Linked DNA regions of Sus scrofa: region 2 is linked to region 1. Evidence: chromatin contacts called from public HiChIP or PLAC-seq data. All regions are on one chromosome and are shown on one strand. Each heading gives the region's core, a stretch centred on a gene start, on an enhancer-like site or on the middle of the called end of the contact. The rest is flanking DNA. Distances are from core to core; before and after follow the strand shown.

Evidence for each region. HiChIP or PLAC-seq counts read pairs in DNA pulled down with a chosen protein or histone mark.
Region 2: an H3K27ac HiChIP or PLAC-seq map of alveolar macrophages shows a contact between it and region 1. The contact joins two enhancer-like sites. A contact is called at or near these places in 1 of 47 Hi-C or Micro-C datasets (epiblast stem cells) and 1 of 2 datasets of contacts at active chromatin or transcription factors (alveolar macrophages).

The regions. Positions count from the first base shown.
Region 1 is chr16:51,822,938-51,828,505 of Sscrofa11.1, forward strand. It overlaps SH3PXD2B (SH3 and PX domain-containing protein 2B), which reads left to right. Exons shown (of 14, transcript XM_021077089.1): 7 at 620-754. Among named protein-coding and RNA genes, the nearest start is that of UBTD2, 81 kb to the right of the region's middle. Within about 2 kb of position 2,889, at least 32 of the 83 cell types and tissues checked have an H3K27ac peak or open chromatin away from gene starts, as enhancers often do. A contact at or near this core is called in alveolar macrophages, where this site is marked.
Region 2 is chr16:52,037,372-52,042,939 of Sscrofa11.1, forward strand. All of the region lies in intron 2 of STK10 (serine/threonine-protein kinase 10), which reads left to right. Among named protein-coding and RNA genes, the nearest start is that of STK10, 36 kb to the left of the region's middle. Within about 2 kb of position 3,495, at least 15 of the 83 cell types and tissues checked have an H3K27ac peak or open chromatin away from gene starts, as enhancers often do. A contact at or near this core is called in alveolar macrophages, where this site is marked.

The sequences.
Region 1 (5,568 bases), core at 1,639-4,138:
AGGAGCTTGTTTCCTCCTCACCCTTTGGCTGGCATCCTGGTGGTTTCCAGCAAAGCATCGATCGAAAACTAATAGTCTCCTGTATACTTAGTGATCATATATATTTGCACATGGGTCTGTCTCCCCCCCCAGACTGAGTTACTTGAGGCTGGGAGTCGTGTCTGTTTCATTCACTTTAGTACCTCCAGCATCTAATAGAATGTTTGGAACATCGCTGGTGACTTTGTGAATGAATAGATGCGTGATGATGGGCGATTGATGGATAGATAGATGGATGGATGATGAATGGATGTTTAGTTGGTGGGGTGATGATGGGTGATAATGGCCAGTGGATGAATGGATGGAGAGATGAATGAACTTCCCCGCTGGGCTGTCGGCTTCTTCAGGGCAAGTACCACATCCTCATCAGCTCTGAACCCACAGTGCCTGCCAGGACCGGCACTTGGTCAGGTTTGGTGACTGAGTGAACAAATGAGTGAAAGGATAAATGGTTGAGGTGGCCACGACTTCTTGCTCTATTTGAAATGTCCTCCTCCTGGCCCCCCCCACCCCCAGCTCCTGTGCCTTCCCTCATGAGTGGTGGCCAGATGTGACATCTGGTAGCGTTTTGTATCCCCAGGGGGCGACCTGACTTCAGTGGACCCCATGGTCCTGGAGCAGTATGTGGTGGTGGCGGACTACCAGAAGCAGGAGAGCTCGGAGATCAGCCTCAGCGTGGGGCAGGTGGTAGACATCATTGAGAAGAACGAGTCAGGTAGGGCCCTGGATCCCTCCCTCCACCCTCCACTGTCACCAAGCCTGGGACAGGAAACACTTGGGAATGCAGAAACTGCAGCAGCCAGCCCAGGCGGGTCCGTTTCCATGGCTCCAGCTGATGGCCCGCTAGAGAGCTGGCCCTGTTTGATCACAGTGCTCGAGGGCCCCACTTGGTCACGGCTCAGCAGCATCCTGTTGGGTCAGATGTTCCCGACGCGTTCTGAGGTTCATGTTTTATGAACATTCCTTCCTGTTTCAAAGCACCTGCACCTGGAGGCATGGAGCCTAGCCCTCCACTGCAAGTTTGCCATGTGGATGGGCCTTTGGCTGCCATGGAAATCTTTTTTTTTTTTTTTTTTTTGTCTTTTTAGGGCCCCACTCGCAGCATATGGAGGTTCCCAGGCTAGGGGTCAAATCGGAGCTGTAAACGCCGGCCTACGCCAAGGCCACAGCAACACAGGATCCGAGCCGCTTCTGCAACCTACACCACAGCTCACGGCAACGCCGGGTTGTTAACCCACTGAGCAAGGGCAGGGACCGAACCTGCAACCTCATGGTTCCTAGTCGGATTCGTTAACCACTGCGCCACGACGGGAACTCCCCTGCCATGGAAATCTTCATGAAGGCCCTGTCCGCTGGGGGTTCTGGTGGGATGGACCTACTGTCCCAGCCCACTAGCTGTCGCAGGGACCACTGGCACAAACAGGCAGACCTCAGAGACATGGCGGGTTGGGTTCCAGACCACTGCAGTAAAGAAAGTCACACCCACTTTTTGGTTTCCCAGTGGAAACAAAAGTTATATGTACACTCTGCTGTAGGCTTTCAAGTGTGCAATACCCTCATGTCTAAAAAAAAACCATGTACATACCTTAATTAAAAAAATACCGGTGTTCCTGTCGTGGTGCAGCGGAAACGAATCCAACTAGGAACCATGAGGTTGCGGGTTCAATCCCTGGCCTTGCTCAGGGTTAAGGATCCAGCGTTGCCGTGAGCTGTGGTGTAGGTCACAGACGCAGCTTGGATTCCACATTGCTGTGGTGTAGGCCAGCAGCTGCAACTCCAGTTAGACCCCTAGTTTAGGAACCTCCATATGCCATGGGTGCGGCTCTAAAAAGACCAAAAAAAAAAAACAACAAAAAACCCCACAAACTTTATTGCTGAAGAATGCTAGCAGCCTTCAGCAAGTAATAATCTTTTTGTAATAGTAACATCAAAAATCCCCGTAACAGAAGTTTCCTATAGTGGCTCAGTGGGTTAAGAACCCAACGAGTATCCATGAGGATGCGGGTTCCATCCTGGCTTCGCTCAGTGGGTTAAGGATCTGGCGTTGCCGTGGCTCTGGCGTAGGCCTCAGCTGCAGCTCCAATTCAACCCCTAGCCCAGGAACTTCCATATATTACAGGCGCAGTCATAAAAAGGAAAAAAAAAAAAAATCACTGTAACAGATAGAAAAATAATGAAAAGATTTGGAATATTGGGACAACGTGCGACAGAGACACAAAGTGAGCAGAGGCTGTAGGGAAAATGGCACCAATAGACTTACTCGATGCAGCGCTGCCGCAAACCTTGTGATGTGCAATAAAGCGAGGTCTGCCTGTCCACTGGCCGGGACAGAATGTGACATGTTTGTGACACTTAGCCTGGTTCCATCTGAACGCCACATCTCACAGGCATCTAGGTTGCTTCATCAAGGCTGGTGCCTCAAGGATTAAAGGAGGCAATACCCAGAGCGGGCCTGAACCTGTGCTTGGCCCACAGGGAATGCTCAAAAGTGTGAGTTTTCTTCCCTTTTGCCTCTTGAGCCAAAATAGGGCATTGGCACCACCGAAGACAGAGCAAGGAACAGGGCATGAGCAGACCCTCTCCAGGAAAAAGTGGCACAAACCCACTGACTTTGTTGTGGCTAAAATGTGACCCTAGCTAGTAATATTAGTGGGCCAATCTCTGTGATACCCCCATGGCTAGTTAAGGTCCAGCAAATTGGGGAAAGACTGTTTCCAGCAACTCTGAATCATGTTCCCGGTAGTCATGAGATCAGCATTAGCCAACCAACCCCCCCCCCCCACCGATTACTCAATGTAGCCATTGTCATCCTGCTTCACAGCTGAAAACACCGAGACTCCAAGTGACTCGGTCACTCCCCCAAGATCTCGTGACAGGTTACCCAGCTGGAATTCCAGACCGATTCCAGCTGGCCCTCAGGCCGTGTGACGTTCTGTTTCCTAGAAATGAGGACAGGCGGATTGTGGGTGTGGCTGGGATGCTCTATGGGGACTAAGAAGGGCTCCCCCACTCCCCACCCACACCCCCTCACCCCTCCCGCCCCTGCATGTTTGAGTGACACCAGGAAAAGCACAGTTGCTTGGGAGAAGCCAGGATGGGTGTGGGGACAAGTCTGGCGTGTCCAGAAGCAGCAGGGAAAAAAGCGCAGATGCTGGCATCTTCAACGGGCCAACGCACTGGCAACATTTATGTGTATTTTTTCCTATTCTGTCTTTTGTGTTCATATTATCAAGTAAAGAAATTAGGCGTGCATGGGTATTTGTGAGTGTGAATGTGTGCGTGTGTTCGTGTGTATTCTGCAGGTAATACTAGATAACACTACAAGTGGCCCCAGTAGCCAAGACATTTCTAGAGCAAGGGAACAGGCAACATTTATTTTTGATGACATTTTACTTACCCAGGTAATATCTGAACACATTCTTACAACTTTAATGATAAAGTTAAAATCTATTTTCATCCTTAGCCTGCGTTCCAAACCCAGATCGCCCTTCGATCGGTTTGGAGTGAATGCTTCTTGACAGTTGTAACACACACAGCTGTTTAAGTGTCTGTATAGATATGTGTGTACAGAGATTTATATGTACGTACACAGTGTGTACATATGCGTGTGTACATATATGTATGCACGTGTGTACACACATAATCATACATACACATCGTGTTTCATGCTTGTATGTATCATATTGTAGTTTTTTTAAACCCCATTGGTCTATCATGCTATACATTTTTTTTTTTTGGTCTTTTTTTAGGGTGGCCCCCATGGCACATGGAGGTTCCCAGGCTAGGGGTCGAATCAGAGTTGTAGCTGCCGGCCTACGCCAGAGCTACAGCAATGCCAGATCTGAGCCATGTCTTCGACCTACACCACAGCAACGCCAGATCCTTAACCCACTGGGCAAGGCCAGGGATCGAACCTGTGTCTTCATGGATGCTGGTCAGATTCATTTCGGCTGTGCCACGACGGCAACTCCTTTTTTTTTTTGTTTTTGTTTTTGTTTTTGTCATGCTATATATTTTTATCTGCAGCATGACTTTTTAAGTCAACATTTAGCTCTTCTTAATCTTTTAACATCTGCATTCTCTTTGACCGGAATCAGCCATGTTTTCCTCGAGTAAGAACAGTACCTCTTTGGACACGTGGGTGAGTGTTTCTTTAGGTTGGACACCAGCGGTGGGCCTGCCGCACTGTAGGCTACAGGTACTTTCAACTTTAAGATACTGCCAAGTTACCTGCTTCTGTGGCCGTACCAATTTATTTTCCCTCCAGCAATGCAGGCATTAGTACCCATAGTAAAGAGCTGAGACCGTGAAGCCAGGAGGCCTGGGTCCGAATGCCGGCTCTGCCACTGTCTTGGTGACCTTGGTCAAGTCACTGCCCCTCTCTGAGCTTGGCTTCCCCATCTGTAAAATGGAGCAGTGATGGAACGCAGCTCACAGGCTGCTGTGAGGACCTGGCCCGTCGGTCGTAGGTGTGAGGCACTGAGACAGTCTGATGCGTCTCCATGGTCATTGCTGTTGATACGGCTTCAGGTACCTACAAAGACGAGTCCTTAGGATGCTTACGACATATTTTTTCCCAAGGTTTTTTTTCCTTTAAATGGCCACACTCAAGGCATATGGAATTATGCCTCAGCTGCGGCAACGCCAAATCCTTAACCCACTGCACTAGGCTGGGGATCGAACCTGCACATCCACCGTGACCTGCGTCGCTGCAGCCAGATTCTTAACCCACTGTGCCACAGCAGGAACTCTACACCATATTTTCTGAATTGTGATTTTCCACAAATTTTTCAGTCCACTCATTCACACACATACAGTTCCCAGCCACCAAAACATGTCTTTTACTTTTTTGGCCACACCAGCGGCGTGTGGAAGTTCTCAGGCCAGGGATGAAACCTGAGCCACAGCAGTAACAAGGCCAGATCCTTAACCTATGAAGCTACCAGGGAACTCCACCAAAACATGTATTTTAAAAGGAGTAGCCACGTTGCTGTGGCTCTGGTGTAGGCTGGTGGCTACAGCTCCGATGGGACCCCTAGCCTGGGAACCTCCATATGCCACGGGAGTGGCTCAAGAAAAGTCAAAAAGACCAAAAAAAAAAAAAAAAAAAAAAAAAGGGGGGGGAGCAGCCAGTCGGGTAAAGCAGAAGTTGGCCTCCTCTTCAGGGAGCTCAAAAGCCAAGGCCTCCCAGCAAGACCAGGAGGCTCGCTCAGAGTCTGCCCCTTCCTTCTCTTCTCTTTTGGGGTCTCTAGGACCTGGAGGTTTGCAGTCTTGGGGAGCAGATGCTGTTTTTCTTTTTTAAATTTTTTTCATTTTAAATTATTATTATTATTAAATGTAGGTGATTTACATGTTTCGTCAAGTTCTGTTGTATAGCAGAGTGACCCAATCACACACATGTCCCTGTGCTGTACAGCAGGGTCCCATTGCCCGTCCATTCCAAATACAACAGTTGGTATCCAAAAAGCCCTCAAAATACCCTTCCATCCCACTCCCTCCCCTTTCCCCCTTGGAACCCCAAGTCTGCTT
Region 2 (5,568 bases), core at 2,245-4,744, 220 kb after region 1:
CCACTGTGGTCAATTTCAAATTAAAACAAAATGTCACTAAACAGAGTTGGGAAAAGATGCAGCAGCACTCCCAGGATGAAGTTGTTTCTGCCATGCAGATGTAAACAACTCCAGGGGAAGAGGTAACAGTAGAATGAGCTAAAATAATTAGGAAAGTGATGAGTTTTGAGTATTTTTCACCTTGGTTGTTTTCAATGTAATTTTTAAAATTATAAGGTTACATGACTTAATCTTAAGTGATGGTTGTATTTAATAACTGGCTGACAAAAAGTCCTGAAAATTTAACCCTTAGTTCCCATAAGCCAGTAAAAGCTGCCTCTGGAACACCCCTGGGGCCAAACCAGAAGAGTGCTGATGAAAGCACAGAATGCTGCAGCTGGATGTCGTGCAGCCAGCATCACACTTGAAAGACCAGAGAGGGTCTGGAATTTACCCCACGTCACATAGCAAATTAGTCGCAAGCCCAGACATGCAGATGCCAGAGGCTGTGGAGGAGGGACGATCCTCATGACCCACTGCCCTGTGGAAAGCCCTTCCACAGCTCTCCAGAGTATATTCCAAACCTGTTAGCTGGTGCACAGGCTAGTTAGGGCCTATCTATAATCTATCAGAGTCTCCCCAGGCCTCTCTTCTCCAGCTGTTTTCAGCTACTTGCAGGTGGCACCTTTAGGCTTTTGTTCTTCTAATAATGCAGGCCCTCTGCATCGTCATCCGCAGAGTCAGCAGGAGCAGGCCTTTTAAATTCTTCCCCTTTTGGAGTTCCCATCGTGGCTCAGTGGTGAGTGAATCTGACTAGGAACCATGAGGTTGTGGGTTCGATCCCTGGCCTTGCTCATTGAGTTAAGGATCCCGTGTTGCTGTGGCTCTGGCATAGGCTGGTGACGACAGCTCCGTTTAGACCCCTAGCCTGGAAACCTCCATATGCTGTGGGAGAAGCCCTACAAAAGGCAAAAAAAAAAAAAAAAAAAAAAATTCTTCCCCTAATCAAGTCCTATTTATTTTTGTTTTTATTTTCATCACTCTGGGAAGTGGCTCCAAAATGCTATCACTGCCTTTTCTGTTTGTTTAAAAGGCCTCCTGGAGGGCACGGTGCTCCTGCTGACTCCGCAGATGACAATGCAGAGGGCCCTAAAAAGATGAAAAAAAGAGAAAAAAAAAAAAAGGAGGCCTCCATTATTGGGAAGCCTTGGTGTGAACTTTCTGTCCTTGGCGCTAAATGGCTGCAGTATTTATGTATGTGACACTCTCAGTGGGGCTGCCTCTCCCAGGCCTCCTTCTTCCTGCTGCCTCCGGAATAGTTGATATTTTTTTTAAGGTGACTCCCTTTTTAGAAATTAAATACATTTATTTAAAAAGAAACTTTCGTCTCACTACCCTAAATGGAAAACTAGGAGGACCCACTTGCCACAAATAGAAAGAAAAGAAAAGAAACCCCTTCTATTCCATCCTGGCCCCATCCCCTTACCTGCCAAAGCCTGTAGCCCGGGCCCTGAGCTCCCTGTTAGAAGGGAAGTTGACACGGAGGGCCTCTTCAGCACCCGGCACTGACAGGGCTTGGAGGGGAGGGTGACCAGGGGGAGGGGCTCCTCCCCGCTGGCGCTGTGTGGGGCCCCAGTCTCAGGACCCCGTCGTGGGAGTGTCCCTGGGTGAACACTCTTGGCTGTGGCCTTTGGGCTTGGCTGAGCCCAGAAGGCCAGAGGCTGGGGGTGGTCCTCTTAGCACTGGGGCTGCCAGGTCCAGGGACACTCAGGGGACAGAGACTGGGTTTGGACCCACCTCTCCCGACCTGGGCTTCCCCCTGCCAGCTCACATCTCAACTCTCATTGTCTACACCCGGGCTTTCCCAGCGTGTGTGGCTGTGGAATCCTCCTCTGTTGAACTCTTCATGGAAGTTCCTTGGGCCGCAGAGAAAAGCAGCAGCTGCCTGAGCTGGGGTGGCGGGCCTTCCCCCACCCTCCGCCCCCGACTTCAGTGGTGGTCCCCAGAGTAGCTTCTAGGCCTTTTGGACTCTGTTGGGTCACCATCAGAGCTTGGGTCATTTTCGGTGTGAGGGGAGCTCTCGTGTACACTGCAGGAGGTTTAATAATATCCCTGCCTCTCCCCGCTAGATACCGGCCGAACCCCCATCTCCCCTCCCAGCATGACAATCATAAGTGTCTCCGGATGTTGCCAGATGTCCTCTGGGGGATGACGTCACCCTCCGTGTCTCTACCACTCGCAGCCTCTCGTTGGTTGGGAGGAGAAGGGTGTCTGCTGTGCCAGTCAGGCTGTGACCTTAGGGCGAGGTCACGAACGGATGACCCTGGGCTGGAACGGGCCCACAGACACATTCTGTTTGGCGCGGGAGATGGTTTTAGAAATGTGTTCCTTGCCTTTTGTCAGGAGATGGCCCATCAAGCTCTGGCCTTTGGACTTTTCTTGAACACCCTGGAGATGTGGCAGCGGTTGCCCGGGGCTGAGCAGCACCAGCCCCTCAGGAAGAGATGTGCTTTCTCGTTCGCCTCAGGCCTCGCGACTCCCTAGTGATCCCCGATACTGAGGCGACGGGGCCGGGGGGCGGCGGGGTGGCACTGTTTGTCATCGGTGTGCGCCACTGTCTTTCTTAAAGTAGAATCGAGAGAAATGAGTATTTATCATCCTATGTCTCTATCAAAAGTGAGGAAATTGGAGTTCCTCTTGTGGCCCAGCAGGTGAAGGACCCCACTTTGTCTCTGTGAGGAGGCAGGTTTGATCCCTGGCCTCGCTTACTGGGTTAAGGATCCCGTGTTGCCCTGAGCTGTGGTGTAGGTGGCAGGTGTGGCCCAGATCCCGCGTTGCTCTGCCTGTGGTGGAGGCCGGCAGTGGCAGCTCCGATTCAACCCCTTGCCCGGGAACATCCATGTGCCGTGGGTGTGGCCCTAAAAAGAAAAAATTGTGAGGCATGTATAGATAACCAAGAGGATTGTGTTCCCAGAAAAGTGTGCCAGATGGCATTTTTTCCATACAAGGCTGCTTTGCCCCGTACGTTAGCTACTCAGACCTGGTGGCATTTAAGCCAGGACTCCTGGCCTAGGGAATCCAAAAATAGGCTTGTGAGGCCCCTGTGAACTTCCTGTGCATGTACACAAGTGTGTGTGTGTGTGAGACTCTGGAGGACTGGCTGCTGGCTTTCCAGAGTATGTCTTCTTATTTTATATTTTTTGCTTTTTAGGGCCATATCTGCCACATATGGAGGTTCCCAGGCTATGGGTCAAATCAGAGCTACAGCTGCTGGCCTACACCACAGCCACAGCAATGCCAGATCCTTAACCCACTGAGTGAGGCCAGGGATCGAACCCACAATCTCATGGTTCCTAGTTGGATTCTTTTCCGCTGCACCATGATAGGAACTCCGTGACTTCTTATTTGAAAGTGAACATTCTGCAAAGAGGAAGTGCAGGGCCCAGAGTCACAGAGCAGGGTGTGGGTGGGAGGGGTGGGAGGGGCCCACTGTCCACACATGTTCACATGACCGCATGTCACTGGCCAGGGTTTCTGTGGCTTGTCGCCTTGGGCTCAGAGACAAGCTGTTGGTCACTGACAGAGATTGCATATTTGGCCTTAAAAAAATACCAGACCTAAAAAGAGAACGTGACATTAGATAGGAGCTAACAGCACTGGGTGCATTTAGAAAGTTGCTCAGGCATTCCCGTCGTGGTTCAGTGGTTAACGAACCAGACTAGGAACCATGAGGTTGCGGATTTGATCCCTGGCCTTGCTTAGTGGGTTAAGGATCCCGTGTTGCTGTGGCTGTGGTGTAGACTGGCAGCTGTAGCTCTGATTGGACCCCTAGCCTGGGAACCTCCATATGCTGTGTGAGCGGCCCTAGAAAAGACCGAAAAAAAAAAAAAAAAAAAGTCGCTCAGTGGGTTAAGGATCCGGCATTGTCACTGCTGTGGCGTAGGTTCAGTCCTTGGCCTGGGAACTTCTGCATGCTGCGTGTGTGGCAGAAAAGAAAAAAGAAAAAAAGAGAAAAGAAAGAAAGTTGCTCAATGTGGCAGAAGGAATGCCGGGCTGGAGTCAGGGGACCTGAGATCTTCCCAGATCTGGGACCAACTCTCTGTGACCCTAGAAAGCACCGTGCCCTCCTTGTACCTCTGCTTCCTGACCCTTAATGCCGGGGACTTGGAAGGGATGACCTCCCAGAGGCCTTTTGGTGAGTCCACTCGTTTTGTCCTGGCTGGGATAGCTCTGAAATCCTGAATTCCGGGTCTGTGGTCAGCTGGGTGGCCTGTGGTGGCCCTTCTCGGCAGTCCTGTGGGCCAGGACCTCCTACCAATGGGCTCTGGGATCCTGGTCCCTGTGGGGTCCCCTGGCATTCATCGGCGCCTGCTGTCCTTCTGGCTTGGGCCTGCAGGGACACTTCGGGGACCCACGTGCGTATCCACGATAGCATTTTGTTAAGCACTTGAAAGTCTGTGCAGGCCTCTCGGGCCTCTGGGGTAAGTGTTCTCTACCTCTTACCATTTCTGCTTTCCAGACAGAGTGCCACGAGGCTTAGGGAGGGGGCGCAGGTGCTGGAGCTTGTGAATCAGGAGGCAGGGATGGAGGTGAGAGGGAAGGGGCAGCGAAGGAACACAGGTAGCTGCCCTTTGCTGGGCCCTTTCTCTGCGCTGGGCTCTTCCATGACTGTCTCACCGAATCCTCACAGTTCTGTGGCACTGAGATGTTGTCACCCCCATTTTATGGATGTGAAGACTGAGGGTCAGCGAGAAAGAGAGTGACCATCTCAGGGCTCACCACCAGGTTCCAACCCCAATCAGCCTGGCACCTGTCCCTGCAGTGCCCTCCCTGTGTGCCAACCCTGGCTGCCACTGGATATAGTTCAGAGGACACTGGGCGCCCCTCCTCCACTCAAGGGCCCATTGTCCTGACGACCAGTTTTTGGCAGTGGCGGGGGTTTGGGGAGGGGCCGGGGGGTGGATGGGGCAAGACTCAACGATCCATCCAACTTCTCTCTTGAGTGCAATGGACCCTCCTGGTGCTGCTGGTTCCTTCAGCCCAGAGCAGGCAGAACCGCATAGCTGTGGCCGGGACAGGCCAGGGCAATGGGAGGTTCTGCCTGGAATCATGCCTTTGGAATGGCCGGGCTAGGGTCAGTGTGTCACCTTCCCAGGAGCAGGGACAAGGGTGACTGTGGTCTGGGGACTTGCTGCCCTGCTGCCAGACATGGAGTGCACCACCGGACCCCGTCAGCCAGCTGCCATCCCCTCCAGGGCACACCTGTCTGCCCTGCACAGCCCCAGTCACCAGTCTCCACCTAGCTTCGCGCACACCCTTGTTCCTTCCGTCCATCAAGCAGTGGCTTTAGAGTCGGCCAGACCTGGGTTGAAATCTGCCTGCCTCTGTGCTGCTGTGTGACCCCAGACACAGTCTCTGAGCCTCAGTTTCCCCATCTGGACATTAGGGGTGACAACATTGACCTCACAGCCCCGAATTAGAGACCCAGCTCGTTCTAGCTGGCAAGGCAGTCGGAGCCCCATGCCAGGCACCCAGCTGATAGGTCATGTGTGTTGTTCAGAGTCTAGACTGGCAGATAAATGTGTAAAC